Regions from separate parts of the Hordeum vulgare genome. Here region 2 is linked to region 1. Evidence: chromatin contacts called from public Hi-C data. All regions are on one chromosome and are shown on one strand. Each heading gives the region's core, a stretch centred on a gene start, on an enhancer-like site or on the middle of the called end of the contact. The rest is flanking DNA. Distances are from core to core; before and after follow the strand shown. Region 1 holds the start of LOC123425700 (chlorophyll a-b binding protein of LHCII type III, chloroplastic). Region 2 has its middle 42 kb from the start of LOC123429856.

Evidence for each region. Hi-C and Micro-C count contacts between places; a contact is called where the count stands out from the background.
Region 2: a Hi-C map of leaf shows a contact between it and region 1, with 4 times the contacts expected there. The contact joins the enhancer-like site here to the promoter of LOC123425700 in region 1. A contact is called at or near these places in 2 of 6 Hi-C or Micro-C datasets (leaf and seedling).

Annotation. Positions count from the first base shown.
Region 1 is chr2H:167,407,333-167,410,032 of MorexV3_pseudomolecules_assembly, reverse strand. LOC123425700 (chlorophyll a-b binding protein of LHCII type III, chloroplastic) reads left to right here and starts at 1,403. Exons shown (of 2, transcript XM_045109412.1): 1 at 1,403-1,604; 2 at 1,707-2,502. The coding sequence starts at 1,470. The coding sequence ends at 2,378.
Region 2 is chr2H:167,576,052-167,578,751 of MorexV3_pseudomolecules_assembly, reverse strand. No RefSeq gene overlaps it. Among protein-coding and RNA genes, the nearest start is that of LOC123429856, 42 kb to the right of the region's middle. Within about 2 kb of position 1,446, at least 3 of the 3 cell types and tissues checked have open chromatin away from gene starts, as enhancers often do. A contact at or near this core is called in leaf and seedling, where this site is marked.

The DNA of each region.
Region 1 (2,700 bases), core at 154-2,653:
CAAATCTTTTAAATCCATTTGAAATAACTTGAATTGTAAGGAAACTGAATTGGAGTTTGATTCAAACAATGATCATTCTTGGATTAGCAAAATTATTAGCTTAATCCCCTTGTTATAGTAGCTTAATTACGTGGGATTACTGTAGCATAATCCGGAGATGTCACAGCTATGATAGACACAATTTTGCGTAGCATGGAAGAAAACGCAAATTCAAGGCAAAAATGTCACCTAGCCTGTTTGGTGGTCCAGTCCACTGTGCGCTGCTGCCCGAAACCCATCATGTTCACTCTGAGAGATCTATAGATAACATATAATGTCCATGAGCTTTCATGCAGCGACGTTCCTAAGGGCCGACCCATTCAATGGCGCTATAAAGAGAGCAAAAGCCCCCCCCCCCTCCCCCCCCCCCCCCCCCCCACACACACAAACCAAAAGGCCTACCAGGAATCGAGCTCACAACGACACACTAATGACCTGGTGTTCCTTGACACTTGAGTTGCTGAGTGTAAGAGACTTTTAGGGAGAGTGAAAGTTTAAGTACTAAATGGAGCAACAGATTTATTGTTTGGAAATTTTCAAGCATTTGCTTGAAAAATTGTGAATATTTTTTTCCTAAAATACAAATAATGTTTCGATTAGTGAACAAATTTTGATATTTTAAACATAAACAATTTTTAAATATATATTGAACAATTTTTGTATATACACTAAATATTTATTGATATACACACTAAACATGTTTATGATATATGCTGAACAATATTTAAATACACATTGAACATTTTTTTTATATACTCAATACAAATTGAACATTTTTGTGATATACGCTGAATAATTTTAAAGTACACAATGAACATTTTTATGATCTATGCTGGAAAATATTTAAATACACATTCTTTACGATATATGTTGAACAATTTTGAAATACACAATGAACATTTTTTTCAAAATCTGTTGAATATTTTCTTAATAAATGGTGTACATTTCCTTGAATACACAATGAACATTTTTGTGTACAAACACATAACGAACTTTGTATATTACACGAAAAAAATGGAAAAGAAAATAGAAGAAAGTAAATATAAACAAAAGCAGAAAAATAGAAACATACTTACTACTCCGTAGAAGAGAAGAAAAAGCAGAGCTAAGCCAAGCTTCAGGGAAGCCACGTCCTTTTCACGCTCTGCCCTGTAGACTCTCCGAGAAAACGCCGTGGCGGCAGAGATGGATAACTCACGGGATAGGAACCCATCCGACGATCCGAGGTGGCAACACCACGCCTCCACCGATCCAATGCTGCTCCCTGATTGGCCCAAACCAAATCCAGAAATCCTCCATCACCCACGTCTTCACAAAAACTTGTGCTACAAATACTTACACGTCTCCCCTCTCGAATTCCCACCACTCACTGAGAAGCACCCAGCAGCAACAGCCGGCTAGGCCACCGTACGGACCCCGGAGCAGCAGACATGGCATCCACGATCATGGCCGCCGCCTCCCGCGCCGTTGTCGCCAAGACGCCGTTCCTCAGCGGCCAGGGCCGCGCCGCCAGCGCCAGCCCCCTGCGCGACATCGCCGCCGCGACCAACGGCAGAATCACCATGGTACGTGCCATGAACTGACCACCACGGAACTTGTCTGCAATTCTACTAGCATCTGTGCGTGCTAAGAGCTAACGATTGTCTGGTGTGCGCGCGCGCTCGCAGGGCAACGACTTGTGGTACGGCCCGGACCGCGTCAAGTACCTGGGCCCCTTCTCCGCGCAGACGCCGTCGTACCTTAACGGCGAGTTCCCCGGCGACTACGGCTGGGACACCGCCGGGCTTTCTGCCGACCCGGAGGCGTTCGCTAGGAACAGGGCGCTAGAGGTGATCCACGGCCGGTGGGCGATGCTCGGCGCTCTTGGGTGCGTCTTCCCCGAGGTGCTCCAGAAGTGGGTGGGCGTCGAGTTCAAGGAGCCCGTCTGGTTCAAGGCCGGCTCGCAGATCTTCTCTGAGGGTGGTCTCGATTACCTTGGGAACCCCAACCTTGTCCACGCGCAGAGCATCCTTGCCGTGCTTGGCTTCCAGGTCCTTCTCATGGGTCTTGTTGAAGGGTTCCGCATCAACGGTCTCGATGGTGTCGGCGAGGGCAACGACCTCTACCCCGGCGGCCAGTACTTCGACCCGCTCGGCCTTGCCGACGACCCTGTTACCTTCGCGGAGCTTAAGGTGAAGGAGATCAAGAATGGCCGTCTTGCCATGTTCTCTATGTTCGGGTTCTTCGTGCAAGCTATCGTCACCGGCAAGGGCCCATTGGAGAACCTGTTCGACCACCTCGACGACCCTGTCGCCAATAATGCATGGGTTTTCGCCACCAAATTTGCGCCTGGATCTTAGGCTGCCCGACGCGCCACGGTGGCCTGCCATTGTAAAATGTAAATTATTCCCATGTGTGTGCAATAGCAACGAATGGTCGATGTGATCCCTGAAATTCGAAAATTTGGAGGATTTTTTGGTTTAATTTCTGATGTGTGTTGCTTATATGTTGCAATGTGCTTAGCTCATTCTTGATGGTTACTGTCAAAGTAAAACAAGATTGAATGAAAGTGAATGGACCATTAATCCTGATTTCTATTGATTATCAAGTATATATATCTGGAAGAGGTGTGAAGAAGAGGTGTCTCTTCGGAGGCATCCCTCCAGAACAGGTACCTGTTGG
Region 2 (2,700 bases), core at 197-2,696, 170 kb before region 1:
GGCATAAAGAAAGGATGATGATGAGTGGTGTTCATCATTAAAAAAATGGAGAGGTGTGGTCCAGTAAGTTGCGTCACTCGAGGTCACCGTCATAACGAGATGAAGAGATGATCGTGCGTATGTTTCTCGTGTAAAGAGTTGGATGTTTCAATTACAAAGTGATTGGTAGATAATCCAAACATATTAAAGTTTTAGTTAGCAAGTTTTTATTAAACAACTTACCGGTTAATTAGTTTTGATAAGTTTGATTAGAACAGAAAGAGTGTGTCGGAGTCGTTTCTAGTTGTGTTTGCTTCTATGGCTGTGTACATATATACACATGCATAGTGTTTTAAGTTTGTATGAAGAGAAAAAGAGAAAACCAATAAAGAGGAAAATAAAGACACAACAAGGATCCTTGATAAAAATGTTTATCGCATGTGTTTATGATATTTTGATGTGATCGATGCTGTGACGAAAAGCCAACAATCTTTTCTGATTCTTTTTCCTTATTAGAAAGCGGTGGCATCACAATCGAGTACTCCCTCCATTCCTAAATATAAGTCTTTTTAGAAATTCTACTAGTAGACTACATACGGATGTATATAGATATATTTTAAAGTATAGATTTACTTATTTTGCTTTGTATGTAGACTCCTATTCAAATCGAATATCTTAAAAGACTTATATTTAGGAACGGGGGGAGTAGTTGGAAAGGCTAACGTTACTGCATGAGAGACAGTCTTGTGGAGGAAAAATTAGCATCATGGAGTGAGGAACCAGCAAGTGCAGGATGCGGGACGCAAGCGGCCGGGCTAAATAACCTCATCCCTAAACGTATGTTGATGCAGCAAGACATGATCACTTTTTATGTTAAGGGAAACGTACACACGCCAACACGTTAAGCAGACAAAAGAGCTAGCTCTCCAGGAAAGCGTCCCGTCGGCAGAGAAGCAAGCAGCTCGTCCGTCCATCCCTCCCGCTGCTCTCCAGACTCCAGGTCGAGGATAAGCGAAACGCACGATTCCAGGCCAAAATAATGCGCTATACCACGAAACCGACGAACCATCACACCACCCCCGTAAGCATATCATGTGTCATCGTCTCGGCAGAGACTAGCAGACCCAGAGCTCCTCCCGCTTCCGTGATAACGAAGACGACGGGCAACGAACGCTCCGGCGAGCATGCACGACGCCTGCGTGCGTGGCCTGGCGATCAATCATGCGTGCATGACAAACTCGGCGGACATGACGCCACACGAACCATACACCCCGATGGCGTGACCCGCGGCTAGCCAGCCGGCGACGAGTAAGCCGGGGTCGGGTCCTCGAAGCCGGTCCGCTCGAAAACCGCAACAGAGGAGTGGTCTCCTCCGGTTGCTGGCGCCGGTCGAGATTGCTGTTGACGCGGCAGTGCAGATCGGGCGGACCACATCACATAATGCAGGCGATAATCTCACGCACGTACGGTGGGTTGAGCGGGACCCCTCGCTAGTTGGAGGACCCCACCTGCCGTAGATCGGGAGGATGCTATTGGATAACGACTCAGTTTTTTTTTTAATTGCCACGTGGGACGTAAAGCATTATCACTGTTCAATTAGCTCGATCGTGTTGTAATCTAAACAAGAGAGATGTAAAATGAATCAACTGTCTGTATTATTCCTTAATGATGAACACTTATATGTCAGGGGAAAGGCGGTTCCTGGAGGCGACGCTCCAGGAAGGATATGTCGGTTCCGCATCGTGGGAGAGATCCACGTGCGGTTACAAGTAGAGATTACTTAATTAATTACATAATTAATTAAATTCTAACACTCCCCCTAATCTATACTTGTCCTTGAGCGTGTTCATCATCTTGAAATTGTCTCCTCCAAAAACCCTGTGGGAAAAATATAAGGAGTGGTGTAGTATATGCAGCTAAAACTCCTTCAAACCCTGTGGGAAAATAAGAAGAAAATGATACCGCATATAATGATTATTGCCTCCGTCAACTCTATATGAAATGTATCCATAGAATAAGAGGGCAATAAATATGTCGTATATACTTTCCTAAAAACCCCGGTGGGGAAAACAGATAGTATGACATATGATCTTATGTTGATATTACCTCATTAAAAACCTTGATGAGAACCTCTAAAGTAAACTCAGAAAGGGAAAAAGAGTGTAATATGAGGCTTTGAACAGGAACAGTTCAGGAAGATACCCCCCCTGACTCTTGCAAATCTTGGAGCCGTCGCATACCAATTCCATGAAGGTATTTCTGGAATGTTGAAGCTGGTAGAGACTTTGTGAAAAGATCAGCAAGATTATCACATGACTTGACTTGCAAGATGTTGATTTCACCACTTTTCTGGAGTTCATGGGGATAAAACAACTTAGGGGCAATATGCTTAGTGATATTGCTCTTTATGTATCATGTTTGCATCTGTGCAACACAAGCCGCATTATCTTCATAGATAATGGTAGGTGATTCGATAGAACCAATTCCACATGACTGTTGTATGTGGTTTATCATTCTGCGAAGCCACATGCATTCACGCGATGCCTCATATAAAGCAATTATTTCAGAATGATTGGTAGATGTTGCAACTAGGGTCTGTTTCGAAGACTTCCATGATATAGCAGTTCCACCATGTAGGAACACAAAGCCGGTCTGCGATCTAGCATTATGGGGATCAGATAAATATCCAGCATCTGTATATCCAATTATACCAGAGTACAG